Regions from separate parts of the Mus musculus genome. Here regions 1, 2, 3, 5 and 6 are each linked to region 4. Evidence: chromatin contacts called from public HiChIP or PLAC-seq, Micro-C and promoter capture Hi-C data. All regions are on one chromosome and are shown on one strand. The core of a region is the stretch at or near the end of the contact, and the rest is flanking DNA. Distances in the headings are between cores, read along the strand shown. Region 1 holds the start of Arhgap19 (Rho GTPase activating protein 19). Region 2 holds the start of Frat1 (frequently rearranged in advanced T cell lymphomas). Region 3 holds the start of Slit1 (slit guidance ligand 1). Region 4 holds the start of Ccnj (cyclin J). Region 5 holds the start of Lcor (ligand dependent nuclear receptor corepressor). Region 6 overlaps Pdlim1 (PDZ and LIM domain 1 (elfin)).

The links. Promoter capture Hi-C pulls out the DNA fragments that hold promoters and counts their contacts. Hi-C and Micro-C count contacts between places; a contact is called where the count stands out from the background. HiChIP or PLAC-seq counts read pairs in DNA pulled down with a chosen protein or histone mark.
Region 1: a promoter capture Hi-C map of liver shows a contact between it and region 4, with 4 times the contacts expected there. The contact joins the promoter of Arhgap19 here to the promoter of Ccnj in region 4. A contact is called at or near these places in 4 of 39 promoter capture datasets (cranial neural crest, hippocampal neurons, liver and 1 more).
Region 2: an HNF4G HiChIP or PLAC-seq map of pancreatic cancer cells shows a contact between it and region 4. The contact joins the promoter of Frat1 here to the promoter of Ccnj in region 4. A contact is called at or near these places in 2 of 39 promoter capture datasets (hippocampal neurons and pre-B cells) and 1 of 115 datasets of contacts at active chromatin or transcription factors (pancreatic cancer cells).
Region 3: a contact with region 4 is called in an H3K4me3 HiChIP or PLAC-seq map of bone marrow-derived macrophages, with 4 times the contacts expected there. The contact joins the promoter of Slit1 here to the promoter of Ccnj in region 4. A contact is called at or near these places in 3 of 39 promoter capture datasets (hippocampal neurons, liver and pre-B cells) and 1 of 115 datasets of contacts at active chromatin or transcription factors (bone marrow-derived macrophages).
Region 5: a Micro-C map of embryonic stem cells shows a contact between it and region 4, with 5 times the contacts expected there. The contact joins the promoter of Lcor here to the promoter of Ccnj in region 4. A contact is called at or near these places in 2 of 39 promoter capture datasets (cranial neural crest and second pharyngeal arch cranial neural crest), 1 of 484 Hi-C or Micro-C datasets (embryonic stem cells) and 1 of 115 datasets of contacts at active chromatin or transcription factors (pancreatic cancer cells).
Region 6: a contact with region 4 is called in an HNF4G HiChIP or PLAC-seq map of pancreatic cancer cells. The contact joins the enhancer-like site here to the promoter of Ccnj in region 4. A contact is called at or near these places in 2 of 39 promoter capture datasets (cranial neural crest and frontonasal cranial neural crest), 2 of 484 Hi-C or Micro-C datasets (CD8 T cells and LSK cells) and 3 of 115 datasets of contacts at active chromatin or transcription factors (memory CD8 T cells, pancreatic cancer cells and trophoblast stem cells).

The regions. Positions count from the first base shown.
Region 1 is chr19:41,799,685-41,804,688 of GRCm38.p6, forward strand. Arhgap19 (Rho GTPase activating protein 19) reads right to left here and starts at 2,400. Exons shown (of 12, transcript NM_027667.3): 1 at 2,288-2,400. The coding sequence starts at 2,343.
Region 2 is chr19:41,828,593-41,833,518 of GRCm38.p6, forward strand. Frat1 (frequently rearranged in advanced T cell lymphomas) reads left to right here and starts at 1,378. Exons shown (of 1, transcript NM_008043.3): 1 at 1,378-3,991. The coding sequence starts at 1,576. The coding sequence ends at 2,400.
Region 3 is chr19:41,741,081-41,745,702 of GRCm38.p6, forward strand. Slit1 (slit guidance ligand 1) reads right to left here and starts at 2,776. Exons shown (of 37, transcript NM_015748.3): 1 at 2,132-2,776. The coding sequence starts at 2,328.
Region 4 is chr19:40,828,175-40,832,648 of GRCm38.p6, forward strand. Ccnj (cyclin J) reads left to right here and starts at 3,105. Exons shown (of 6, transcript NM_172839.4): 1 at 3,105-3,268; 2 at 3,805-3,914. The coding sequence starts at 3,846. Cc2d2b (coiled-coil and C2 domain containing 2B) reads left to right here. Exons shown (of 35, transcript NM_001376940.1): 35 at 1-1,604.
Region 5 is chr19:41,479,017-41,483,985 of GRCm38.p6, forward strand. It overlaps Lcor (ligand dependent nuclear receptor corepressor), which reads left to right and starts at 3,666. Exons shown (of 8, transcript NM_001370767.1): 1 at 3,666-3,767; 2 at 4,511-4,584.
Region 6 is chr19:40,251,181-40,256,120 of GRCm38.p6, forward strand. It overlaps Pdlim1 (PDZ and LIM domain 1 (elfin)), which reads right to left. Exons shown (of 7, transcript NM_016861.4): 2 at 730-881. Among named protein-coding and RNA genes, the nearest start is that of Gm41845, 18 kb to the right of the region's middle. Within about 2 kb of position 2,856, at least 88 of the 459 cell types and tissues checked have an H3K27ac peak or open chromatin away from gene starts, as enhancers often do. A contact at or near this core is called in pancreatic cancer cells and trophoblast stem cells, where this site is marked.

The DNA of each region.
Region 1 (5,004 bases), core at 1,150-3,649, 970 kb after region 4:
TCTTCTAAATTAAATGGAATTAGCAAAATCACATTTGGGGACTTCAGTTAATAAAAGAACCCCCTATATCAACTTGTCTCTTTTCTAAATCTCCAAATCCTAGAACATACAGATATAATTTTATTCGTAGATATTTTTAAAGTTTTAAAAGAACAGCACTTTACAAATTCAAATGTGTGAGTTAGTATTTACTAAGCAGGTTACTAAGTCATCATTATTTGAAAAAGGCACACAGATGAAAAGAGGCATTATGTCTGTATCTGTTCTTGATGAGCTGCTCAGTAAGCATGGTGCTCAACTTCTCCATATCACGGCAGGGAAGAAAACTCAGTGCAGGGCAGATCCCAACTCAAGGCAGGACTACCAAGGCTCAACATAAGGAATCCTGCCAACCGGTCCTCAGCATCTCCGGGGTCTAACAGACAGCCGTCATCCCGCCTTGTCTCTCTCCTTTCCCTAGGCTTTTCTTCCTAGAGCAAACCCTTTCAGTACCCAGAGATATCAATTATCTACATTACTGCCCAGTACTGAATCTACAGTCATTTCTGTGCCCACTGCTGCAAGACATGGAGCCCACAGAAGATGTTCTCAGAGAGCGACTGTCTCCTCAGGACGTGTATGAGAGGCCAAAGACAGAGTTATGCAGCATATCTGTAAGTGCTGGGCTACACACCTTGGCAGTGAGATGCCTCCGTGAGTAACGGCACTCCCTGCAAAGCCTACAACCCAAGCATGATCCTCAAATCCACTCGGTGGAAGAAGAGAACCGTGAGCTGCTTTCTGCTCTCCTGTGCATGCACTGTGGTACCTAAGTGTGTGTGCACAGGCATACACAAGCACGATAAATGACAGATTTAAAAAGTGTTAGTCCCATTGATTAAATGGGGCTGGGGATGCAGCTCAGTCAGTAGGGGGCTTGCCTAGCAGCACATAAGACAGGGCTTGGTGGCATATGCCTGTAATTCCAGCACTTGGGAGGCAGAGGAAGGAGGTTCGGAAGCTCAAGATTGGGGTTCCCTGGATTACATGAGAGACTCTGTTTCAAAAATAAATAAATAAATAAATAAGCCTCACAAGAACCCCCAGACTAATCCCCTGCAATATGCAATTGACAAGTACACGGGTAGCTGAAACGAGACTGGGAGTTCCAGTCCAGCCGAGGTACTTAGCAAGAACCTGTCTCAGTAACGACAATAGAGGGTTTCAGATTCAGAGAAAACTGTGTTGGTCAGATAGTTAACAGTTTCAAATTTTACATTCAGTTGACAGCAGCCTCAAGGAAGAATTCTAAGTCCTCTTGCTGTAGAACAGTATTTCATTTGTCCTCATTTTCATTACAATTCAGGATTTTCGAGTCGGAGGAGAGATAATCTAATGACATTTATCAACCCACGGGCACAGTTCCCGGGAGAAATAAAAGGTCAAAGAGTGGAAAACTCCTCCATACAAAACAGTAACAATACCCACACAAGCCCATCAGGGCTCAGGAAAAATCAGGCTCACAAACTCGGTTTCCCAAAATTCTTGGTTCTTCTGTTCTGTACTAACTCCGTACCAAAGCATAGCATTGATCATACTCTCTGACAATGTAAGTAATCTCATTCTATTGGAGTGTGTCAGACTCCAAATATTTGTTTGTAATCGGTTAAGAAAGGCTCGACTTTATGACAGGGACAGTACTCGTTCCAGAAAGAAGAAATGAGATCACAATTTCAAGGAAACATAAAAATCTATCGTATTTTGAAGTGTTTGCCAGGATGGGTGCTATGCGCTTTAAATAGGTTGTGTCATCCCGTCCAGGTTCTGAAATAAGTATCGTTATGTTTATTTACAGAAGAAGGCTGAAGCCGAGAAAGGTCAGCCAGCTTAGGGGACAAAAATCCCTTTTAACCATCACTCAAGTCGCGGCTCTGAGTAAAGCGCAGAGGCTGTCACGAAGGACATTTAAAGCTCCCGGGGCGTTGTGGGATTCTCTAAACCGCTCTGGGCTTCAGTTGCCACTCAAAACGCTCGGCGCCAGGGCAGACACCATGACCGTGGCCCGGGGGTCTGCAGCCAGAGCGTCGGGAGGGCTCCACACACGGCCGTGGGACTCGCGGAGAGCAGCGCAGCGGGAAGCACGGACCGCAAAGACCCGCCTCAGCCCCCGCAGGCGCGTCGGCGTAGACACCACGGGAGAGAGGAACAAAGCCCGGGCCTGTGGACCACGGTGACTCAAGGGCAGGGCGGCGACATCGCTAGCCCACAGTCCCGTCTCCTAGGCAGCAGGACGGAAAACTTGGCTCACCTCCGGCCAGAGTCGCAGACCGGCGCCTCCCCTCCACTCGGCGCCTCAGCCGCCATCTTCCGCGGCAGCTTGGTCTGCAGCCCCGCCTCAGGCACCGCCCCTTAGCCCTTAGATTGGCTAGGATGGTTTTCTAAGTCCTGTACGATTGGACGAACCTATGGCCCCGCCTAAATAAGAACCGTTCCATGCTACTATTGGTCTATTCAAATATCTAACTGTCATTGGTAGCACAGAACCAACGAAAGGGCAGGAGAAACACCTGCCCGAGGCCTACCGGGAGATGTAGTTTCTCGTTTTGATTAACCCATGTAGTTCCGCGGATCAAGTCACAAATTCCTGGCTGCGCTCCCCTCCCCGCTAGGTAAATCTCTGAGTTACAAAACTGTCGGTTTTTAAAGTCACTTGAAGAGAAAAGGTTCTTGAGGCCCTGCCCATCCCCCAGTTCGGTAGGCAGTTAACGGTTGCTAGGGAAAAGGGCTCATCACCCCTCACTCACTTAAACCCCCATTCACCCCACCCCCAAGATCCATAGGCTTAGTAAAAGGGAAGAAAAGGCATTTTCTTCAATGGTATATAATCAGTGGTAAATTGCATACGTTCCTGTAAGCTACCCTAAGTAAACTCTTGTGTGTGTATATATGTATGTGTGTATGTATGTATGTATTTATGTATGAATGTATGTATGTGTGTGTGTATGTATGCAGGGGCTGATCTTCAGGGTACATATTTGGGGGAGGGGGAAAGTCAGTATAAAGACACCAAAAGCACTGGCTAGAATAGAGAGGCAAATTTTGGGTCATCCAAACAAGCCTCCTTGGGTGACTTCAGGCCAACAAGAAAATGTGACTAAGCCAGGCAGTGGTGGCGTATACCTTTAATCCCAGCACTTGGGAGGCAGAGGCAGGTGGAAAAAAAAAAAAAAAAAAAAAAAACATGGTATTGATATATGAAATTCACAATTAACAATAAGGGGCAGCTAGAGATGGTTCCGTGGTTCTAAGAACACTTGCTGCTTTTCCTGAAGACTAGAGTTTGATTCCCTGCATTGAAAGGTTCACAAGGGCCAGACAGTGAGTCCAGTTCCAAAGGACTGATTGCCTTCCTATAGCCTCCAGAGCTGGCCTCCGGGGCACATGCGCACAGATGCACAGAGACACATAAAATCTTTTCTAAAAGCAAAAAATATAGATGGTAGAGAGTAAAAAGTGAAGGGAAAGAACATTGTGACCCTGACTTGACCCCCAGACCAGGCAACCTTGACCCTATCTTGACCCCAAGCTCAAAATCAGGGCCAAGAAACAGAATCCCACCAATCCCTGAGCACAAAATTCCCACCAACCCCTAGAATTGCCCCAAAATCAGGCCACAAAAATCCCACCACTCCCTCCCTGGACACCCTGGAAAGCTCTGTCTTCATCGCCTGTCCCGCCCCACCAAGAAACCCTATACAAAACCCGCTGAGCTTCTGCCGCTTTTCACCCCAGCAGAGGCCGCCACCCTCCGCGGGTTTCCCCTTGCAGTAAGTTTCCTGTGTGAGGTTGGTTGTATGCTGGGTGGGACTTTGTGGTATTCCTTGGCTCAGGACTGCCAGAGTATCTCTGAGCAGAGCTATAACACTTTCACTGGGGACATCTCCCCCTGCTGGAGCAGAGATGGTGTTACACTTGCATTGGGGGAAACAACCCTCCCCCACCCTAACCCCTCCACCCCTAACCCCCACCCCATTTCCATCCCCAAAGGTAATGGGGAAGCCTTTCCCTTCAGAACTATAACACATACTGAAGGTATCTGAAGAATGAATCATGAGATTGTGCTCTGGCTTCCACACATGTACTCACATTCATGCGTATACTCATGAATAGGCCTACACACATGCACACTAATAAAATAAGTTACTCTCTGAAACACAAGACTGAGGTGAGGCAGGGAATGTCAGCCAAGAAGAGCTGGTCCCAAGTCCTTGTTTGTTTGTTTGTTTTAAAGATTTGTTTGTTTGTTTGTTTTTGTGTATGAGTATATCCTTGACCCCAGAAGAGGGCATCTGACCCTATTACAGATGGCTGTGAGCCACCATGTGGTTGCTGGGAATTGAACTCAAGACCTCTGGAAGAGCAGTCAATGCTCTTAACCACTGAGCCATCTCTCCAGCCCCTGGTCCCATGTCTTAAACCAACATCATAACTAAAACTTTCAGGGGAGAAGTTGGGAAGGTCTATATGGAATGCATACAGACCTTTTTCTTGTTATTCCCTAAACAATGCATTTTAAAAGCTATTTATGTAGCATTAGCTGTTATAACCTAGGCATGACTTAAAGTGTATAGAAGGAATGAGTAGGTTTTAAGCAAAAAACTATGTCTTATTTCTGGTTATTATTGCTGTGATAAAACATCATGCATCCTGGGGTTGATTTTTTGGTTTACAGTTTATTGGGCTTACAGTTCCACATCACAGTTCATCATTGAAGGATTTCAGGACAGGAACTCAAACAGAGGAGAAACCTGGAGTTACAAGCTGATGCAGAGGCCATGGAGGGGTGCTGCTTACTGGCTTGCTCTCCACGGCTTGCTCAGCCTGCTTTCTTACAGAATCCAGGACCACCAGCCTAGGGGTGGCACAACCCATAATAGCCTAGTCCCTTCCACATCAATCACTAACTAAGAAAATGCCTTACAGGCCTGCCCATAGCCAGATCCTATGAAGGCATTTTCTTAGTTG
Region 2 (4,926 bases), core at 128-2,627, 1.0 Mb after region 4:
ACTTTATATTACACAATTTACACGTTACAAATTCACTTATTTTAAGTTCTCTCTCTCTCTCTCTCTCTCTCTCTCTCTGTGTGTGTGTGTGTGTGTGTGTGTGTGTGTAATAGAAACTAGGCCACAGAGTTCTGTGTATCAGGCTGGCCTCAAATTTGCTATTTGGCCAGGAATAATTTTGAACTTGTGATCCTCCTGCCTCTGCCTTCCTAGTGTTGGGATTACAGATGTGTGTCACCACCCAGGGGTCTGTTGAAGTCCATTTGAAAATGATCATCATCAGCCAGGCGTGGTGAGTTCCAAGACAGGCAGGGCTATACAGAGAAACCCTGTCTTGAAAACAAAGAAAGAAAGAAAGAAAGAAAGAAAGAAAGAAAGAAAGAAAGAAAGAAAGCGGTCATCAAATTACTGTTCGCTCAGAAGGAAAGCATTCCTGCCATGTGCAAGGCCCTGGATGTAATCCCCAACCCTTCCAAAAAAAATCATTAAATAAACACACTTGACCTAGTGGTTCCCAACCTGTAAGCAAGAGGATAAAGAGTTCAAGGTTATCCTCAGCTACACAGCCAATCCAAGAGCATACTCAAGGCCCTTTCACAAAATAAATAAATATTAAAAAAAAAAACTAATAAAGGTTTGGTTAACCATTAATTCAACAATGCTATCTGGAACAGTTAAGATGGCCGAGGCTCTGTTTTCATATAACCAGCTCACCACTGCTACCCTTTCTAGATGACTAGTCTTCATTTGACTACTGAATTTCGTTAACACGCATTCACTTGCCATATTACAGTTCCTTGCAAAGAGCCAGTAGTCAACGCAGCCCCTAAATGCCCTGGAACCCAAGCCAAAAAACCACGAAATCTGTGGCCGGTTTGCGTTCCAGCTCAGCCATCCACATCAGACAAGGTCTCCATCCTCCTTTCCATCTTTGGCAACAACCTTTTCCTAATCGTCACTCCGAGTCCAAACCTCACTCCCTCTCCTTTCCAGCCTCCTCTGACTCTGTCACCCAAACCTTTAAAAAAAAAAAAAAAAAAAAAAAAAAAAAAAAAAAAAAAAAAAAAAAAGCCACCGCCTAAACCAAACCACTTGACGTGCTGAGGGGAGTGTGTGGAGGTGTAAGTGTGTGGAAGTGACTGTGTGTGGAAGAAACCAATCGAGTCCCCCAAGGTGTCCATCTTGTGGAATGCCAATTAGGCCCGGCTGAGCGAACCAGAATCAACTTCCCAGTGCATCCCCGCACACAGTAGGCACGCCGATGAGGCTCGGGGGCAGCCAGGCTCTACTCTGTGCCCTGGCCCTACAGGCTCACTACTGCCAAGGAGACAGCACCCCCCGGCCGCGCACGGTGGTAGGAGCCACGCGACGTCACCCATTGTTTACAAATCAACCCAAGCCGGCAGCGTTCCGGCTCCCGCGGCTCTAAGGCGCGCGGTGCCACTGCCCGGTGGTCCCTGCCTAGCCCGGCTTGGGCCTCCGCCTCGCTCCCGCCCCAGCCGCGGCTCGCCGAGCCCGCGGCCAACCGAGCTGCCAGCGACGCCCGCACAGCCGCGGGGGCCCGGGCGGGGGGCCATGCCTTGCCGGAGGGAGGAGGAGGAGGAAGCCGGCGACGAGGCGGAGGGGGAGGAGGACGACGACAGCTTCCTCCTGCTGCAGCAGTCGGTGACTCTGGGTGGCTCGACCGACGTGGACCAGCTCATCGTCCAGATCGGCGAGACGCTGCAGCTGGACGCAGCGCACGATCGCCCGGCCTCGCCGTGTGCCGCCCCGGGTCCCCCGCCCCCGCAGGTCCTGGCGGCGCTGCCGGCGGACAAGACCGGGACCCCAGCTAGGAGGCTGCTGCGGCCGACGGGGTCAGCGGAGACCGGGAACCCTGCGCCCCCGGGGGCCGTGCGCTGCGTGCTAGGGGAGCGCGGGCGCGTGCGGGGACGGTCGGCGCCCTACTGCGTGGCGGAGATCTCCCCCGGCGCCAGCGCGCTGCCCCAGCAGCCGGGCCTTGACGGACCCCCGGGGACCGGCAAACTAAGCACCCCGCAGCCACTGTCGGGCCCGTGCCGCCGGGGTTGGCTCCGGAACGCAGCCGCGTCCCGCCGCTTGCAACAGCGACGCGGATCTCAGCCGGAGACCCGCACTGGCGACGACGACGACCCGCACCGGCTCCTGCAGCAGCTCGTGCTCTCGGGAAACCTCATCAAGGAGGCGGTGCGCAGACTTCATTCGCGACAGCTACAGTTACACGCAAAGCTTCCCGCACACCCGTTCCTCGGGCCTCTGTCAGCCCCAGTGCATGAGCCGCCTTCGCCCGGGAGCCCTCGCGCGGCCTGCAGCGACCCTGGCGCTTTCATGGGGAGGGCGCAGCTCAGAACTGGGGACGACCTTCTTGTCCCTGGCAGCTAACAACCTAAGTGGCCACAGCACCAGCCTGTAGCCGGGGACCAAGGGATTTACCCAGGGCTTCACCCAGCCGGAGCTGGTGGTGGACTCGAGCATTATTTGGAAACGGGAAAATAAGCTAAGGAAGACAGCCGAAATATCGCAGATATTTTCATGGGTAACTGAAATTGAAAGCCCCGAACTGTTTGAAACCCAGGACTTAGGTTTGTTTAAAGCAGAATCTACAGAGCGCACCGCAGGCTGTCAGCAGGGCTCCTTTTTTTTTTTTTTTTTTTTTTTTTTTTGGCGTGATTCAACCTGGTCGCTGCAATTCCACGCAGACTCTCCTGGCCAAGCGGGGACCACGTGGCCACGGTGCATGCTCTCAGGATCGGCTCAGCCTGCTATGGAACGAAGGACGATGATCCCCATTACTTGCTGTACTTTTTCAGGGCTGGTTCCTGATCCATTTTCGGGGAGGGGGAAACAAGAGTGGACTTAATTTCGGGGGGCGCCCCCCCTCCAAAATGCCACACTTGAACATTTAACGACAGTTAAAAGACCATCTCATCATCCTTTGCGGTGCTGGTTTCAATGTAAAACATGCGGTACAACGAGAGGACCCTCTTGGGGCTGAATAGAAGTAACCGTTTTTTTGTCCGTTCCCTTTTTCTTTCAAAGGGTTGCTGTTAGCAGAGTGTTGAGGGAAAGCTGCACCCCATGAGTGTAAGGTGGAGACAGCAGTGAGCTGTGTTGGGTAATGGAAGGGTATGGCGAAGCAAGGAGTGACCCCCTCCTGCCTTCGTAAAGTGTGTTTTTAAAGGAGACCCATCCCTTTGGGGGTTCAAGGTCACTGTTTCCTGGGTGTGCACCGTGTAGTGGGACTCCAACACGGAGACAACCGAATGGCCTTGCTAGGAAGAGAGCACACTGTTTTGCAAATGCAAGAGTCCCCTAAGGACGCTCCCGCCACATCCCAGAGGAGGTGGGGATGGCGAGTGCTGAGTGTGCTTCCCGTCCGAGGCCACCGCCCCTGCCCCTCCACCTGGCTTGCAGACAAACTGCCTTGAGACAGTGACCGAGTACCACCTTTCCCCCTTGGTTCTGCTGCCCTACTCAAGCAGGGTGGCGCTGATGATGCTAGGGGCCAGGGTAGGGGATTGGGGAGATTCCACATAATGGGCACTCCAGGGACACAGCTTGGGACACAGTCTCACACAGCCTCTTCTAATGGGCTCTCGGGGCCATTTGTAATAACAGCTGCAGTTCCCTGGATAGACAGAGTTGATTTCCTCCTGACCCTCCCCCAGCTGTGCCAGCTGGCCTTTGTAAGGGAAGGAACCCTAGTAGAAAATGTGACCCTCCAAATGGGAAAGCTGCAGGTTTTTCTGCTATTGTGACTGTGAAGTGCTTGGAAACACTGTTCACTCTGAGCGACCATTTCGTTTTAGTTTTCTGGAGTCAATGGCTTGTTCAGCATCCAGATGTGGCTGTTGACATATCTACACTTCGCACCGGAGTGACTGGAATTGTGGCTGTCCTGATTATAGGATTTTAACTGAAATAACTGTTTTTGAATAAATGTGTTGGGTTCCCCTCACACACACCCCCACACCCCGGCTTTTATTTTGTACTTGCCTCCAGTGCGAAAGATGAACAGAACACATTTCTCTGATCTCCATAAACATGAAAACACTTGAAATCTCTGTCGGCTTGGCTCGAGGCTGGTAATTAGAGGCCTTTGTGTCTGAGCAGCTCAGTAGTTAGATGAGGTCTGTGCAGCTGGGTGTGTGTCGGTGCTGGCATGAAATTAAATGAAACTGAGGTCAGGTTTTGGACCAATCCCATTCAGCAACCTCAGAGCCTTTTGGGTGCCGGGGAGGACATCAGAGCAGTCTGGGAGGCTAACTGCTCCACCTACGTGGACCCAGCTCTTCTGGCACCCCTTATCCCCCCCAGCCCCGTGCGCCCACCTCTTCTGGTGCCCTAATGGGGTTGTTGACCAGGTGCTACCCAAGATATAAACCCAGTGGTAGGAACACTGGTTGAGATCTTATCAAATGACACCTCCCTCCTTGTCCTTAGTACATTTGCTACCATCCTGTCCTGGCGATGACACGATCGCCCCGTTCTGCCCTTTTCTGAAATGCTGCAATCTGTTCCCTTAAGGAAGGAGCTGAGTTAGATATAACAAAGGCTGAAGTGGAGCAGGGACCTTGGAGAAGTATTGGGGACTCCGTGGCTTTTCCATTTCCTCTCCTGTGCCACACGGACAGTGAGATACAGCCTGCATGGTGGCAGCACAGAATGGTTGGTAGTCCCTAGCCCTTCCTTTCCAGAACTGGCTCTAAGTAGCCAGGTGACTGGGGGGGGGGGGTCCTTGATTTTTCATTCAATGGAAACCCACTCGTTGGAAGCATTGTCTGTCTTGTGTATTAGATGTCAATTCTTCTGATTCGATGTACCATTGTAGCTTATATCCATCAGACACAGAGGGGCAGCTTCTGAATATATCAAGCAGATTATGTCCCATGAGCCATGATGGGGGAC
Region 3 (4,622 bases), core at 1,526-4,025, 910 kb after region 4:
CATCACATGGCTAGCTGGGCCTCTCCCTATATCTTCCTACTAACGGTCCCCTGTCCAGCCCTTCATACCATCTGCCTTTTGAAGGCAGAGACAGGTTCACTCTCTTTGGGGCCTCAGAACTGAGAGAAGGCACTGGCTTGATAAACGTGAGACTTGTCTCCCTGTGTTACCATCATAGCGCTTTACTAAGCAAGCACCAGAATACTACCCAGCCTCTTCCAGACATTACCTTCCATTGCCACAAGAACCAGAAACCCAATGTAGCCCAGACTCCATTTCCTAATAGAAAGCAACCAAGGCTCAGGGAAGTCTGGTAACTTGTCCAAAGTCACATAGCCCATAATTCACAGAGCTGGGCTTCTAACCCAGATACTCTGGCTTCCAGGGCTACCCCCAACTCTGCTCTGTCTGGGGATTCACTTCCATCTCACTGACTAGAAAAGACTAAAGAATTCATGAAAGGCAAAGCAGAGCCTATCAGAAGCAGTCAAGGTAGTAGGACAGTGGGAAAGCAAGAATGCAGAGTAGACAAGGTGCAAAAGCAAAGGAGAGGGCCTCATGTGTCTCCTGTGTGGGCTGCTGCCAGGGTAATAGCCCAGAAAAAACACACCACTGGGTAAAGCAGGGGACAGAAATTTCATCCGGAAAGAACAGGCCAAGGTGACCTCAGAGGTCCTCCAAACAGACTTGATTGTCCTTAATTTCTCTCTAGGTCCATGAGGCTGACTCAAGGAAACTCAGTTCGGTCACCCCAATTTCTACATGGGTGCGTGCACACACACACACACACACACACACACACACACACACACACACGCCAGTTCCCAACTAGATTGCATGCAGATTGCAAATTCTCTGAAACTGTCACGGGAATGTCTCAAACCCAGCCAAGAAAGAGTCTGGGGCAAGCATGTACTCACTAATTGCTGGCCTCGGTACAGAAGTTCAGAGTTTGATGTAGGCAACAGCTCTCCCCGGGGTTTGCCTCTGGCCAGCTGAGACTCATGAAAGTATGCTCCTGAGTTATCAAAATATGTATACCTTTTCTGACGCTCACTGTAGTCACCCAGGAGTGTGGAAAGAAAGAGGAGCATGGTTTCAAAGAAGCCACTAACCTTCCCCAAAGTATCAAAAAAAAAAAAAAATCCCCTGGTACAGTCACCTCTGAAAGTGTACAAAGGCCCTGTGTGTGACTAAAAATCCACTCGCACGACCCGCAGACCCCCCGGACTCACACTGCCGTGGTATCCTTAGGTGCCGGAATTTCACACCGACCACATTTGGCAGGAAAAGAGAAAATGTATCACACACGCTCCACCGTGCTCATGAGGCAGGTCTGGAAAGGGTGGAGTTACCTCAAAATCCAGAAGTACAAGAGAACAAGAGGGAAGGAAGGGTGGTTTTTATGACTTGTCACTGTCAATGTCTCCAACCTTATGTCCCAGTCCGAGCTCCTGGCCTCTAGTATCATCCCTGAGCTCGCAGTCCAGGACTCCTCTCACCCTGTAAGGGTTCCGATGTCATATTCCCCAAAACCCAAACCAAAGGCCCTCGGGTCCCATTGTCTGTCTGCCTGGGCTCAGGATGAAGACTGAAGGAGAGGGTAGGTTGCTTACACCTTCAAGGGAAGACTTATCCAGGCTCTGGGACCAAACAATGGGTAGAATAGGTGCTCAGAAACTTCTGGTCCGTGGCAGCGAGCCCTCAGAGCCCAAATCCACCTGCCCACTCAGAACCCAGCAAACCCCATGTGTCCAAAAGGAGACACCGTGCCTGGAGTCTGTGGGAAGCTGTTCTCCTAGGTGCCAGGAAGGCTCCAGGTACCCTAGAGGAATAAAGTGCTGTACAGTGGGAAGGACCTGTCACAGCGGAGAGCAGAGATCGCAAGGGGCAGGTGTGAGGAAGGGCTGAGGATGCTTCCAGGGCCCTTTGAATCTGGCACCTGCAAATGCGCTCCTGGTTTCTGGTTTCCTAAAAACCTACCAAGGCACTGACTCCTCTACTGGCGACGGAGCCCAACGGTCTAGCGCCCCCCACCCGATTCCGGTCCCTCTGATCCGTCAGGGTGGGAGAGCAACCAGGGGTCGAGGGGGTGGAGGGACTCCCAGTGGACGGGCGGATCCGTACTCACAGGCGCTCGGTGTTCCGTGGGATGTTCTTGGGGATGGCCTGCAAACCCGTGCCGTGGCAGTCCACCGTAGTGCCGGTGCAGGTGCAGAGGGCGGGGCACGCCGTGGCCCCCAGGCGCCACGCGGCTGCCCACAGCAGCAGCCACAGCTCCGGTCGGCTCAACCCCGAAGAGGACCCGCGCTGGGGCGTTAGCGCCATGGTGCCTTCGCCGTGTCCCGTTCGCGTGCCAGACGGCCGCAGCCGCTGACCATCCCCGTCCGGGGCTAGCTCCAGGTGCTATCCCCACCGAAGGACCGAAGAGCCGGTGGAATCGTGCGATGCGCCCTTGCGGATCGAGTGGTACCTAGATGCTCCCAGCGACAGCGTCTGTGCGTAGACCCAGGAAAGGCGTCTTAAGCGGAGGGCGCTCAGCTCCTCTCCCAGTGCTCGCTGCCGGCGTCTCCCTCTCCCTCCAGCTCCCAACTGACTGCTGTGAGGAGGAAAATGGGCAGGCCCCGCGCGCGCGCACACACACACACCTCGCGCGCGCGCGCACACACACACACACACATACACACTCACACCCGCACGCTCGCTCACACCCGGCAGTCATCCATCAATCGAAAAGCACACTTCCAGGGCCAGACTCCTTCCCGCCCTCCCCCCCAAGCACGGACCACCGCCCGCCTCCTCCCCACCACTTCTCTGCTGCTACAGAGGTCCAGCCGCTGGCATACAGTTTCAAAGGTGCAACCTCCCAGGCGCCAAGGGCTGCGGGGGCCCGGGGAAGGGGGCTTACAGACTGGACCTGCTCTGTAAGCTACACACACACACACACACACACACACACACACTGCAATGATGTGTACATTTAGACCAGTCACTTCAGTACCCTCAGCTACTAGGGCAGAGGAGCAAAAAGATTTTTTTTCCCTACACCTTCCCTTCCCTGGGACCACAGACTTCCCCAATGGCTGAAGAGGTCACCGGGCCCCACCAACTTCCTTTGTCAACTGTTGGTGAGGCTTCTTGTACCAGATGGCCTCTCCAAGCTGTCTTTCCTTGCCCAGCCTGGGACCTTGAGGGAAGAGACTTGAGAGAATATAAAAGCCTCAGGCCAGGTTAGTCTTCTCCCTCAACACATACTCTCCCTAAAGGCAGAACCCAACCTCTTCCGGGAACAGAAGCCAGCCAGCTGGGATGACAGGAGTCCTGACAGGACTTTGTAAGTCCGGAGGGGAGGTGTTTTCTACACAAGCCTCTCTACTGGTATACCAATAGGAAGCCACCTTGGAAATCCAGCAACTAGCCTCTCCACATCTGGCAGGTGGAAACAGAAGAAAAGGAATATTTGGTCCTCTCAAAAGGCCAGAGTGGAGAGAACACAGAACCTGTTTAGAAGAAAAAAACACCACCCAGTCAACTGGTACCTGAATAGGACCTCGGGCCTCACAGCCCCATGGGCAAGGAATTTTCTTATTCTGACAGAGTTGGGGATGTGGGTGTGAATAGGAAATCCAGTGAGGGACAGAATTCCCTCCAACCCCAGAAAAGAAAGCACCTCCCCCAAAACGGACAGCTGTGGCTCTCTGGGTCTCTAAAGAGCTGAGCTCCGGATGTGAGGGAGATCTGGCTGAGACATCTGTCATCCCATTGATCAACAGGGTTGATCTGGTGATCTGAGTGTCACTGTGGGTGTCCCCTTCCTCCTATTCCACACCATGTGCATCCCTTCCAAAGCTTTGCACTCAAAGAGAAGGACTTCCCCCCCCCCCCCCCCCCCCCCGATAAAGATGGCTCTGTCGAGCATTCCTCTGTTGGAAACTCCACGCAAGCTTTGGAGTTCGTGTTGAGCTGAGCTCCGGGAGTCAGGGCCCTATGTGCAGATAACAACTGGGCATCAGAAGTAGCTCAGATGGTCAAGAGTCAAAAGCCCCCCTAGTGGAGCTACTGCAGGGTCCCCCTTCTTGGGGGGAGGGGGGAGCAGAACCTAAGCCCAGCAATGACGGCAGTTTGTCACAGTGGTGAGATACTGAAGTCACCACACGATTAGAGGCGTGGGACTCACCTGGAACCATTGGATGCTTGGTTGTTTTCCCTCTGGATCAGACTCTTCCAGTTACTTTACCATATACTGCATAAGGCCCTGTGGTCAGCATGGCACACTTGAATGTCTGACTCCATTCAAGACAAGCCCTGGACCACACTTCTGATCAGAGCACAGTCTCTACATCCCAGCTCTATCTCTTGAAGACAAATTTGGTAACTTGGGGAGGGAGCTTTCTCTGCCAGTCCTTACAGTGTGATATCAAGAGCTTCTATCACTGGGATCTAAATATAAAAGGGCCACTTGCCTCTTTTCCCAGAAAGCCAGCCTGTCCTCTAAGGACTTTTCCCCCCCTCCCCCTCCCATCCCCCAGCACTAGGAAATCCTCACACTTTAGTGTCGTAATTGTCTATTCCTCAATAGTTGAAGCTGTTCACACTGGTGTTCCTTCCCTGACACCCCACTA
Region 4 (4,474 bases), core at 1,855-4,354:
CCAAGTCAAATACTCTCCAAGCCAGCATTCCCACAGGATAGCCAGGCTATATCTATGGTGTCTGATCACTGGTTACCCTATGGCCCAGACACGTAGATTCATAATCATAATCTATGTCAATTTTAATCAGAAGTAAAAAAAAAATGTATGCTCAATTTCAATATTGATTAACTCTCTGGTAAATTTCAAATTATAAATATCTGTGGATTTTGATCCCAGCTTCCGAGAATAGCATAAAGACTATCCTTACGTTCTGTTCTGTAGTGGCTTAGAAATAGGATCTAGGCTCTTCCTGATCAAGTTCATTACAGGTGCAATCTACCCTTTCTCAACTGCTCCAAGTGCCAAGTGTCAAATATTTTAAAGAAGGATGGCAGGTGTCGTGGCAATAAGAGCAGTTAATGGGCTTATCCAAACTAAGTGGGAGACGATGGTGTTGTAGGCAAAGACACTGGGTGTGAATGTGTTTGCGGTGACGTAAACAGTGCCACAGTGTAAAGTTGTACCAAGGAAACAAATCAAGAACAGGGTCCGGGGCTTCTGGCTCCTAGTGAGTGTTCCGTATCCAAAGGAATTTGATAGAGCCTGAGAAGAGCCCCGGATGTCCCATTGCAGAACGATCCCTAGACTAGGATGTATGGCAAAAACGAGGTGTACAGTAGACCTCGGAATAAGCTACCATTTTACATAAAACGAGGCAAGTGGGCTGTATGTGTGTGCTGCTATAAAGACCTGCATACTTCTGAGAAGATACAACAAAAGACACAGCAGTAGTGGTGCCTCTGGGAAAAGGCCACCTCTGGAAGAAGTGGAGAAAGGAGTCTGCCAGTTAGTATGCATAGTTTTATATTGGTTTTATGGTTTTTTTGTTTTGGTTTGGTTTGGGTTTTTTTTTTTTTTTTTTTTTTTTTTTTTTGCCTTTTGCTTGCATTTATTTTAAAGTGTTTTCTTTTTGACAAAAAGCAATGGCTTTCTTTTCTTTTTTAACTTTTAAATACATTCTGTGTATTTGGTTTACAGTGTTTTGGTTTTTGTGGTACAGTAGCTTGAAGCCAGGGACTCGGGTACGTTGGGCAAGCCCTGTACTGCTCATCCCCCTCCCCCAGTTCTCAGCGCACAGCGTCTGATGAACACGTGCATTGAGTACAGAGAGCTTCATGAAGAATTCTCTCCCCTGCGTGCTCCGATGTTAGTGTCTTGGCTGCCAGAGCGTGGTGGCTTCCGACTGCCGGAAGTGCCCGCAGTCCCAAAAGCCTTCCAGAGAATCAGCTCCCACCCTCATCTCTTGCAACCCAACTCGAGGTTCCATTCTCTGTTGTGCGGGTGCCTTGCCCGGTTCGCTCTGAAACCTTTGCTAGTGTCTTTTGAAGTTTGGATTATCTTTACTGAAGTGGAAAACTGCCCTCTACTTTCCTTCCAAAATGGAACCCTGTCGTGTTTACTGTCCCCTCTGCTGGCATGCCCATCCACCATCTAGATAGCCAGTCGCTTCCCCTCAGGCCTTTGCATGGCTTCCCTATCATAAAACGTCGGCCTATCCACCTATCTAGCCTTTCACTTTGTTTGCCTTACAGCACTTGTTACCGTGTGGTATGGATTTATCTTTCATTTATTATGACTTTTCTCTTCCCAGTAGAATGTAAACTGTGGGAACACAGAGTTGAAGTGCCTTCTGCCCAGCTCACTCTAAAGGGATGAAAAAAATAGTAAGACCGAAATTCCTTTTAGGAATGTAGACTCTAGAGAGACCACCAGAGACATACACAGGCATGAACAAGGATGAATACTGGCATCTTATAAAGAGCCATCTAAGTCTAGAATAATACATGATTTCTGAACCGGTCTCTCCCGGCAAACAACGTGTTCAAAGTAGACTGTAGGACAACCTGCTTATTACAGGATCGCATAGGCAATTATAGTCTGTGACCCACTTTTCTGAAAAGGTTCTTAAGAAAGGCCTGGACCCTAAATCATTTGGAAGCCAAAAGCTGCTTAGTAGTCGTGAATTGGAAACTGAGTACTACTTAAATACCATAAATGACATGGAAATTTTAGCCAGATAACGTCCTTTCCCTCTACTAGTAGTCTCTTCCCGAAATGCACCGGGCTAGGCTGGGTTCTGCCAATTTTCACGTGCATGCTTCCAGTTTCTTCCCATCATTTCCTGAACCCCTGCTCTCCCCAGGCATTGTATAACACTGTCACACAGGGGTCTGCAGCAGCCCTTCCGGGATGGATGCAAATACCAGGGTGATAAGCCATGCTCCCGAAGTGTGCACTCATCCTTTTCTGTACTAGCCCTTTGTCACTCTTCCTCTTTCTAAACAAAATATTCAAAGTAAGGGGTGAGGTCTCATGATTTATGTTTAAATATTGAAGGAAGTCGCTTTACAGTCTCTGGAAAATTGAGGGAACCCATCTACTTCTTTTGGGGTGGTCCTCCAGACACTCTCAAATACAACTGATGGGGTTTCTGTTACATTTCCAGCCCCAGCCAATCGCCTCAATTGACGCTGGAGTGTTCCCACCGTTTAGGGTCTCTTCCTTGACCACCACAGATGGTCAATTACATCCATTATGGATCTGACAAGCCAGGTTGCTAAAGATGTCAATTCCAGTCGCAACTCGCGCGAATCGCCGAAGTGAAAGCAACAAGAAGAGCTGAGTTAGAAGAGCTAAAAGGAGTACTGGGTTTAGAGGGGAGACTGGAGCAGAACTCGACAACCAAAGCGCCTTAGGGACTGGTAAGAGCTAAAGCCCATTCGGAAGGCTTAGGGTAGGGGGAGGATCCCGGAGAGCAGCCCCTCGGAAGTGAGACAGCGGGCCAGATCCGCGCTGCCAAGTTTTAATCCCGGGGCTGAGACATCGCATCTTTCTTTGCCAGCACCCGGGACCCATCAAAGATTCTCTGCAGGTGAGCGGCCCTCGGGCGCCGACAGACCGCGGAGGCTGCAGAGCGAGACCGCCCGGCACCGGGCAGGGGCCCGGGAGACGGAGTAGCACCTGGCTCGGCCCGGCCGCCGATTGGACGGCGAGGCGCGACCCCGCTGTATCGCGAGAGCCGATTGGCAGCGCGGGGCGGCCCGTGCCCCGGCGCTGGCTTTGTACGGCGAGCCGCCTGCCGGTCCTTTAACAATGGGCGGCGCGAGCGCCCGGGTGCTGGGCCCTAGCTGAGGCGGGGGCTTCGCGGCCGACGGTCCGCGGCATGAACGCTGCCGGCGCCCCGTGCACGCCGGCCGGGCTGGGGCTCTGAGGGCCGCGGTTCCGGGTAAGAAACCGCGTGGGCCGGGCAGGCCTGCGGGAGCGCAGCGAGGCGAGGGGAAGCGAGGCGCGGAGCACGGCCGCCCGCCCGGCCTTTTGTTTGCCGCTCCGGGTCCGCGCTGCGGCGGGCGCACCGCAGACCCCCAGGGTGGTGGAGCGTGCGGGGCTGTCGGCGCGGACCTGGTGTCGCGCGCTGGTCACTCTCCATTCCGGCGACGTTCTGACAATGTCAGGGCTCCCGCGCCTAAGTGCAGGCGGCTGAGGTCGAACCCAGAACTCGGAGAGCCCGAGGTGGGCCGTCCCGCCCGGAGCTTTCAGAGCTCGCACCTTTCTGCAGTTCTTGCAGCGGGCGATTGCAGACGACTGGGTAGATCAGGCCTTGCTGGCGTTGGAAGATGGCTCGGGGTCGGGTCAGGTGAAGAGGAGCAGCCGCACGGGGTGACCTGAGATCGCATCCCTGGAGGAGGGGGCGCGGAGGATCGCGGGGGGACTGGGGGGGGGGGGAGTTGCTGGCCGTGACCGCGTCTGGGGCGTGTCTTCCAGACTGAAGTTGCGGCGTCTGGCCGGGCGCACCTCCGGCTTCCATGGAGCTGGAGGGGCAGTGGTGGCGAGGACAGCTGGCTGCGGATATTCACCAGGCGCTTCGGTACAAGGTAACTCCCGAGACCCGACTTTCCCCATCCCGGCTCTTGTGCTTCCTGGAAAGGCCAGTCAGGTTCTTTACTCTCTACCTTCCAGGCCAGAGAAGGCGAGTTTGCTCATTTGTCAAAGTTAATTAACTTCTTCCTTCCCTGGGCTGCATCCGAAGAACCTGTAAATGTGGAGAAGACTGGGGCGTGGTAGTTGGGAGAAGGAAGGTGGATGGTGTTCCGATGTTGCCAGGTCGACCATGGGTGTGTGTGTGTGTGTGTGTGTCTGTCTGTCTGTCTGTCTGTGTCTGTGTGTGAGTGAACAGCCCTCCTTGTTTCGTACATGCTGTTGCATGAAGCTGGTGTAAGCCCTGTACATAACTCAGTTCTCCAACCTTTCCCCAAACCTGCTCTGAGACTTCGGACAACTTAATTTTCTCTTTCTCAGTTTCCTCGTCTGTAAAAGGAGAAATAACAACGACAGAACGTCCTTATGGGGTGATTGTGAAATCTGTTAAGTATGTACTGTGCAGGAACTTAGAACAGTGTAAGAGCTATGTGATAACTTACTGTTCCTTGGTCCT
Region 5 (4,969 bases), core at 2,416-4,915, 650 kb after region 4:
AGTTCAATTCCCAGCAACCACATGGTGACTCACAACCATCTGTAATGGGATCTGATACCCTCTTCTGGTGTGTCTGGAGACAGCTACAGTGTACTCGCATACATGAAATAAGTAAGTAAGTAAATAAATAAATAAGTAAATAAATCTAAAATAAAGGAAATCAACATGTTTAAAAAAAAAATCTTCCCCCTCAGCATGGAGTGGTCATGTTGTCAGTTTATACACCTGTAACTTTTATATTCTATATGCTGACAAAATTAGCACTGTGCAGATAGAACTGAGTTTTGATAGCCACTCAAGATGCAGTCTGGCTCCCTGGGACCACAGTCTGGCTCCCTGGGACCACAGTCTGGCTCCCTGGGACCACAGCTGAGTGTCCTCTCTGTGCTATTAGGGCAAGGCGTGCTGGATCCTTCAATGGCAGAGGCTACCCTCTAGACACCATTCCTATTGTCCCGGACAGGGTTGTAGGCTTCCTTGTGTGTACATTTGACCTTGACAGCTATCTTCACTTTGTAGCTGCTCTATTGGTTGTTTACAACCCTGCCCCGATCTATACACAGGTCCCCACTTCTTTCTCCTGAGAATTCTCATGTAAACCTGACTGGCTAACGGAAGTGAGCAATATTTGTGCCACTGCTGACTGATACGCTATCTTGAATTTCCTTTTATCAAACAAATTAGTCCATTATTTTAAATCTGAGCATTTCTCATACTTTCCGGATATAGGCAGATGCAGCCAGATTCTTTGCCAGACTATAACACAAATAGCTTCTGCCCCATTTTCCGAAAGAACTCTTGTTTTTCTCTGAAACTTCATCAGCAGAGTGAACACTGTGCCTTTTTATGGCATCCTGAACTTCTCAACCCCCGCCAGAATACCCTCTCCAGCCCATAGCTCCAAACTATTCCACATTCTTCCTGCAAACTGACTATGAAACCCAAGAGCCACATGGTTCCAATTCTCCTAGATTGTTTCTTTCATTGCTGTGACAGAATGTAAGGGGAGGTTTATTCTGACTCGCAATTAGAGAGAAGAGCACAGGACATTTGGTGCCTCATGACAAGGAAGGCATGGTGGGAGGGTTTCTGTGACAGTGTGGCACCCACAAGGAAGCGCAGAGTTCAGGGCAGGAGCTGGGCAAGATTGCAGTCCTCCAGATGTGCAGCTAGATCTGTCAGCTAGGGTGCCTGTCCCAAAGCTTCTACAACATTTACAAATCAGGGCCACCAGCTGAGGGAGGACCAAGAGTTCAAACACATGAGTCTGTGGGAGACATTCACACTCAAACCATAACAACCTGTACACTGGGAAGGATGGCAGAGCAAAACCTACTTCACATTCCGAAGAGGCAAAGTCTCAAGGACTAAACAAAACCACTATTCTTCATCATCATCATCATCATCATCATCATCATTACAGTCTAGCATATTGTCTTTCAAAAAAGCATCATGAAGAGTCAATTATAGGTTGGTTCTCTACTTTAAATAAATGAAGTAGAAGCAGAGGTTCACAGTGGAGCAGCGGACATAGCATTAAGTTCAGAATTGGAAACTTGTCTCTGGGTTTGTGCCTGCTTCTACTGACCCCACACCTTCTGTTATTCAATCTGACTTGTCTGGGCTTCTGGCTGAAAGGAACAAGAATGCTTGTTTCCACTTTGAATTAATCTCTGAGATCCCTTAGAAATCTCTGAATCTGTATGGTTGAGACTTCAAGGGTTCTCGACTTGTGGGTTGTGACCCTGCTGGCAAGCCTCTATCTCCAAAAATATTTACATTACGATTCATAACAGTGGCAAAATTAGTTATGATGAAGCAACAAAATAATTGTATGGTTGGGGGTCACCACAGCCTGAGGAATTGTACTAAAGGTTCGCAGCATTAGGAAGGTTGAGAACCACTGTTCCAAGAGGTTATGTTGAGAAACTATTTCCCTTGACTTGTTTTAAAACATATGGATCCTGATTTGAAAAGTATATTATTAACTACTTTTAACTTGTACATTGCTCACTTATTAAAAACAACAAAATGTTTTATGAAACACTTTCTCCAACCATCACAGAAAGTTGCTTAAAATCTACAAGATTGAAACCCACCACCTAGTGGTGAGGAAAGGAATTTCACGCTAGAGATAGGGAACGGGATGGTTTCTCCCAGCTAGCGGTCATTTCCCTTTGATCTTCTCCCCACCTAACCCAGGGTAGTAATAACCACACAGAAACTCAACGAAGTCTGACCTAAGACTTTATTTGCCAGGGGTCTTGCTTTGAGACACGGTCTCATTATGTTGCCCAGGCTGGCCTGGCATTTGCAATCCTGCCTCTCAGCCCACCGAACTGTTGCTATTACCAGGTGTGCACCATCGTGGTCGGCTGATGGTGTAGTAGTCTAAAGCGATGAAACAGTGCGGGCTTTGAGAATTGTGGAAATCTAATTGGCTCTGAGATGGAAGGTGCCTACTACCCGTAATCTTACTCCTATCCAGGAGACCCACCAAGTCATTCTTAGGGGCAGTTACCCCCGTTCCCACGCCAGAGCGCCCTCCCTTCAAAGACCCAGACTTGATACACATCAGTGGAATCCTTGAGGTCAAGTGATGATTTTGTTTTACCTACAGAAATACTTACATTTAAATATTTAGAAGGAATGCACTCTCAAATTCTAAGGGTGAGGAAGAGGCCACCTAGCTTGTATTGGTAAGTAGCCATTTCCGTTTTTTTCATTTCCTATTTCCTCCTTGCTCTTTCTCCTCTCTTTCAAATAAATCAAGTAATTAATAGTGTGATGTTTAAACAAAACAAGGCTCCCTGTGCAAGGTGGTTTAATTATCCCAGAAGGCACCTGGAAATCCTTTCTCATCAAAATGTTCTGAGTCCTTTCCTGAACTACGGATCTGGGCGTATATTTCCCAACATATTCTTAAGCTGTTGTTTGAAAGTTTGAAATTCATTTTCTACTAGCACATTTTTTTTTCTCAGCTCTCTTAAGACTTTCAACTATGATCAGTCTTGCTAGTAAGAGATCCCCTAGGCTTTTTATTTGACTTAAAACCCTTTTCTTTTTTTTTTTTTTTTAAATTGGGGCTTATGAATACCGGCGAAGCATTTCGATAACTTAAAACTTAAAATTATCCACTTCACCTTTGCAAACCTCGGGGCTCAATGCCTCCAAGGGCATCCGGGCATTTATTCCTATTTCTGCTCTTGCACGGCGCCCCCGTGGGAGGAGCCGTTTCGACCGAGAAGTTGCGAGAAGCAATGGTGCGGAACTTGCAACAGTTGGTGCGGGCCGATAGGCAGGTAGGAAGTGATAGATGGGACTAGTTTAAAACCCAAAAGCCCCGGGGAGGGCCGGGGCCACCGTGGCCTGCCTGGAGAGCGAGGGCGGCGCGGGGACCGAGCGCCGGCGTAGAAAGACGCCGTTCCGGGCGGGGCGGGGGGACTGGACGTGGGACGCAGAGCTGGTGCGCGGGGACGCCGGGCGGGCGGGCGGGCGGGAGGAGGAGCGGGCCGCCACGGGGCCACGGGGAGGTGAGCGCAGCCTTGCCCCCGCGCCGCCCCCGGCGGGAGGCGCGACGCCCAGGCCACGGGTGCGTGCGCGGCCCCGGGCGACGCGGCTGGGCGTGCGCGGGGCCGCGGCGGAGGCAGGGCCGGGCGGGCGGCAGAAGATGGCGAGGGTGTGTAGGCGGCAGCAATGCTCCGTTGAGAGACGCGGCTTTCGGCAAGAACTGGACTCGTGGCGCCACAAGCTCATCCACTGTGTAGGTGAGGCCCTCCACCGGTGCCCCGGGCCGCCCGGCCGCCGGCCTCCCGTGCGTGGGAGGGAGCAGGGCAGAGTCCGCCGCGCTCCGGCCCCGCGCGCCCTCCCGGGCTCGGCCCCCTCCCCCACCCCCCGGAGCGCGAGCGCGCCGCCGCGGCGCCCCTCCCCTCGGCTCGCGGGGCGGGCTCGGACGCGCGGCCTCTCCCCCAGCGGGCGCATTGTGGACGCCGGGCCCGCCGCCGCCGCCGCCAGCGCGCCGGGACGCACGGGGTCGCCCCCACCTGCCCTCGCCCCGCGCCCCTCCCCCACGCCGGCGGCGCGCCCCCGTGCACGCGTGCACGCGCGGCGGCGCTCGGGCGTGTGCGAGGCGTGAGGTGGAGATGGGGGCGGAGGGAGCCGGAGCTGTCACAGGCCCCGCGTCCGCCTGAGCGAGCCAAGTGGGGTGTCATGGCCGCGGGGGGCAGCGGCTGCACTTCCTCTGCTGGCAGCGGCGGCTGCGGAGTTAGTCCTCGACGCACGGGTCGGTGTGTGCGGATTTGTGTTTGGCGTGCGCGCGCGGCGGGGAGGCCCGGGTGGGAAGCCGGGCGGGGGGGTCACCCTGGTCCCCTCCGCGGAGCCCCGGCGGCCGGCGACCGGCGCGCTTCCCCGGGCGGCGGGAGCGTGGACGGGAGTGGGGGGCGCCCGGGAGGGGCCGGGAGGCGAGCTGCACCTCTCACACTGTGTGTTTTGTCTGTTTTTCTCTCCCAAGGTCCCGTTTCCCTCTGTGCGGCGGCCGGCGGGACCATAAGGGCTTAACTCACATATTTAACCCCCCTCCAAAAAGTAAGTGGCTCTTGTGGTGTCTGCTCCACCCGCCGCCCCCTAGCCTCTGTCCATCCTTGTGTCTGACTCTAATGTCCTCAGCATTGTTATTTCCCCGTCTCTGCTTCGGTGCGGCTGATGTGTGGGGAAATGCCCTCTCGTCGTCCTCTGTCCCCCACGCCCAGTCCTCGGGGAGGCCCGGAATTCCAGCCCCCCGTGTGGATGGGGCGCGTTCTAGGGATTCAGGTCTTCCTCAGACGGACCTGGGAAATTCTGTCCGTCCACTTGGGCCCGGGGTCCCCTCTTTCCCGATGGGGTTTCGTTGGAAGGAATTATGCAAATCCTGCTTTCTGGTGTCCATTCAGCGGCAATTTCATGCGGTGAGAAGTTCTCTTTGTTGTGCGAG
Region 6 (4,940 bases), core at 1,606-4,105, 580 kb before region 4:
CAAGGAGAAGGGGGGAAAAGGTCACAGAATGTACTTGACAGAGAGGAGAACATGATGAAGAGCTATAAAAGCGAAGGTTGGTGAGCCATTAAGTAAAGCAGGTTCACCCAGCAAACAGAAGCTGAACTTGATCCAACAGGAACTAGGAAGCCACTCAAAGCTGAACCAATCACTGCTGACATTTTAGCTTCCTAAGGCTCCTTCCATGACCAAGTGAAAGGTGAATGGAAATTCTACCCTAATTACAGCTTCCAAGGTGCTTTCCTGGGCTGTCTGCTCAATGCCTCCGCTCCTTTCCTGTAGTGCACCTTAAGTTACACTCGGCCCTTTACCTAACAGCGGCTGTGATCTCAGGATGCAACACCCCTTACTCCTTGGATCCTTGGTAGGAACTGATACTCAGGAAGACATTTACATTCATTATGCCTTAATAGTGCCTAACTCATTTTCATTAGTTGTGTCTCATCAAGTGAAAGTGTGGTAACTTAATAGGCAGAGGCCGACACATGATAAGCCGACAAGAGATAAGTCGTGTGCACAGGAGAAAAGAAATGAGCAACCCCAAAATCCAAAACCGTGGACTGGTGTACTTTCATTATGCATAATAGCACAGAACCAGGGAAGTGCAGGGGCTTCTGAGATTGGGGATTAGGGAAGGGGAGGCGCGGGCCCTGTCCACAAGCAGCTTCCAGTCTATTAGGAATGAACTAAATATTTCCTCAGCCTCACCTGGATACTGTGAGCGTCATGTTGTCTGCGCAGCCCTTGATTTTGTTCTGAGCTTCCAAGTGTGTCATGCTGCTGGTATCTTCCCCATCGATGGCTGTGATTAAATCTCCAATACATAAATTCGCTATAGCAGCCTTGCTTCCGGGAGTGACCTGGCAACAGAGGGGACCCCACATCAGTTACTGTTTGTGTCCAGGAGAACCAATGAGGAAATACCACGGGGTTAAGTACTCACTAATAAAGAGCAGAGCATGGAAAAGGAGAGCTTGGCAAGATGCTGCACACCTGTAATCCCAGGTCTAGGGGAACAGAAGTAGAGGACAGCCTTGGATATATACCAAGACCTTGGAAGGATAAAAGAAGAAAGCGCATGGAGAATAAGTGTGTGTGATGGTTTGAATATGCTTGGTCCATGGGAAGTGGCACTATTAGGAGGCGTGGCCTTGTTGGAGGAGGTGTGGAGGAAGACGTGTATCACCCTGTAGGCAGGCTTTGAGGTCTCCTGGTGCCCAAGCTCTGCCCAATGTGGAAGAGAGAACCTCCTTATGGAAGACAGCTCCCTTCTGCTACCTTTGGATCAAGATGTAGAACTCTCGGCTCCTCCAGCACCATGTCTGCCTGGATGCTGCTATGCTTCCTGCCATGATGATAATAGACTGAACCTCTGAAACTGTAAGCCAGCCCCAATTAAATGTTTCCTTTTCTAAGAGTTGCCTTGGCTATAGTGTCGCTTTACAGCAATGGAAACCCTAACTAAGACAGTGTGCTAAGATTATAATTTAACCAGTAGCAATCCTTCATGTTTATACAATCTGTTACCTACCATGCACTGAGTCTTTCCTGTATGTGACCTCATTGTCTCCTTACAACAACTTTGTCAGAAATGAACACCTCTAGGAAGCTCAAAACCTACGCAGGGTCACCCAACCAGTACATTACTAGACATCCTGCTATCCACTGCAGACTCAAACCTTGAGCCTCACTCAGTGTTCTGACCTCAGAATAAGTCACCAACATATTTTAAATGTGCACATTTGGAAAACATTGTATGTGATAACTTCTATTTTTGTAAAATCCTAGCAAATATTAGAAACTATAAGCCCAGACAAAACTGGAATCACTGTATGCTAATCTCTTTACAATGATCTTGAGTTACTTTTACAATTTAAAAAAAAAAAAAAAGCAATAAAGACAATTTTTTTAAATATAGAGTGTGGGTTTGCACCAGGAAATTGGCCATGGTTAGGGCTCTTCCCTACAGGTGGCTGGTGTTCTACAAGCTAGGTTTCCAGACCAGTCATTCTAAATTTGCAGACCACGTATGCCTAGGGTGGTCAGTTAGTAAATGTCTCAGGTCCCCAAATCCATCTGTCCACGGAGGATGCCCTATAGACAGTATAAATGTGCCCCCACACAGACCTACAGTGGCTTTTCAAGTAAGCATGGATGCTGGTGTGATGAACAGCACTCATTCCGAGGCAGCGCTGGCCTCGGAGTAATTGTTCGCTAGTGGATGTTTTCTCAGTCAGGGTTATACCAAAATGTTAGCATCATCACCCCAGAGCCAGTCCATGACTGTATGACATTAAAAAGTCATCGTAAACTGGAAGCCAGGGGAAGAATGGTACATCCTCAGATCCCAGTGCCCAAAGGACTTTTGTTTCCTCTTGGGAAACCCTGTAGCTCCGGGAGCTAACGGAGGATGTTGCGATCCACCGGTGTCTCCATACACTACATTGGTCCTTCAAAGTACCAAATCAGGATACAAGACTAAGGAAACAAGCCTCAGTTTTCCACAGCCAAGTTCCCAAAGAACCCAAACAAAACCAAAAAACTAGCCCTCATACGGCTGCTGGTGTGGGCGCCCTGTGGTGTTTTATTCCCTCTCTGGCACCCGGACCCCACACAATGAGGGGCTAGTCCTTGCGGTCCCCTCTAGCTTGAACACGTTCTGGCTTCACCAGACAAAACAGCCCGCTGGAATGTGAAGACCGGAAGCCAGTTGAGAGCTTCTGACCTCCTACCCTTTCTCTCCTCGCCCATCTGACTCTCACGACACAGGAGCTGTGCTCCAGGCAGTCGCTGAGTGAGACGTCTGACACAGCCCTTCCTTCTAATAAGCAATAGGAAACTCATTCTGACTCACTTAGAGTAGCAGTAAAAACACAGGCTGACCTGGCGCTATGCTGTACACAGCCCGCGTTTTCTAAAGGACAATGCAGAATTTTGCTTTTCTGTTTTAGTTTGTTTGACATTTTTGGAGAATGTCTTAGGTATCCCGGGCTGGCTTCAGACTCTGTTGTAACCACGACCTCACTTTTTAATGGTCTTATCTAAGTATTTCTTTATTCGAGATTGGTAATGGCTCTAGACTGGCAAATTCTATCTCCAAGCAGACTAGCTGGAAAACCAGGAGAACAATGCCAACCAAAGCCACTTATTTATGACCAAATGTAATAGTATAAAAGAGCAGGTCCCTTTAGGGCAACCCTGTAACACTTCAGCAAGGCCCTCCCCTCAGGCTACTTTCCCACTAAGTTCTAGCTTCCTCCCCAAGTTTTTTCCCACCTCAATATTTTTGACTCTGCCTGACTTACTTTTCTCACCTTTGAAGTCTCTTCTTAAATCACACTTCTCAGAGTCTTCCCTGACCTCTAATACATGATAGTAAGTACTCAAAATAAATAACCAAAGAATGATTCAAATTAAAAATATCCACTGTCCTTAAAGATGTTATCACGAGCTGGGAAGATTATCCAGTGGGGAAGGGTTCTTTCAGTATAAACGTGAGGGCCTGAACTCAGGTCCTCCAAGCCCATGTAAAAGCTGAGTGTTGGTCAGTGAGCCCCATAATCCCAAAGCTCAGGGAGTGGGAGGAACAGGAGGATTGCTGAGGAATGAGTGCTAGCTAAACCATGATGAAGAAGCTCCAGGTTCCGGAAGAGGCCCTGTCTCTCAGGGCTCAGGGAACTGTGCAGAAGAGGAGGTGGACAGATAGCAAGAGACTGAGGCAGGTGGACGACATGAAGGAAATAATGTCTTCCAGACACACAGGGTTGATGCACAGGGCCTGCCCAGGTCCAAACCAGACTGGATCCCACTGCTGAGATGGGCAAGATGCAAGCCCCTATCCCTCTCCAATTAACAACTGATCGCAAAGAAAAAATTAGTTTCTCCAAGGGAGTCACTGGGTACACAAATCACACTTAAGGGCAGACCCTGTGGCCAGCACTAGATGGCCAACTCTAAATGAACTCAAGGGCATTTATGGAAACTTTTTTTTTTAAGACTCATTGCTTTGTTTGGACTTTTGTTTAACCTTACTGGTCTTTTGCATGTATATTATGGTTTCCAAGTCTGAGTTTTTATGGGTGTGTATAGACATTTCTCCCACTCATTCTTTGTTTCTTTTGTTGATTTGTTTGTTCATTTTTTTTATCCTTGTCTTTTTATTTGCCTATTTGTTTTCTTATGAGAGAGAGGGAGAGAGAGAGAGAGAGAGAATGGAGTTAGAGGATGGAGAGGTAGGGAGAGTCTGGGAGAGGAGAAGGGAAACCATGATCAGAATATATTGTATAAACATAAATTTATTTTAAATTTAAAAAATACAAAGAGGGAGAACCTGTCTCAGGGGGATAAAGGGGGGGTGACAAAGCAGGGATCTGACTTTCTCTGTACCCACATGGGCACACACATACTTAATGTTTTAAAATGAATATTTCAAAATAATCAACAATGTTTTTTTTTTTTAAAGTAACTGTTTCCCTTAAAAATGACGATGCCAGACTTGGAAGTTTCTTTTTATGTCTTATGTTCAGTTGCTAAGAAGTCTGGAATTTCCAGCATTTGGTTCATTTTGTGGGAGTGGCATTTCTGCAGAGAACATCCCAACAGGCCCCAGACAAGCTAAAACCAGTCTTAGAAGCCCCACACCTGAATAATTTTGACCTAGCAACTTATCTTTCTGTCTGATTTTTTTTTTAAGCCAAAGGAAAGTTTTGAAAACTATAAGAAAAGATCATCAGATCAGACTCCAATGGGCTAACATTCTTTTATGAGCCATCTCTTTTTTACAAGGTTGGGGCTGTGGATACAGCCCAAAAGGTAGAATGTTTGCCTCGAATGTACAAAGCCCTAGGATTGATTTCCAAATATCATGAGCTGGACATGATAGCATTTTGGGTGGTGGAGGCAAAAAGATCAGAAATTCA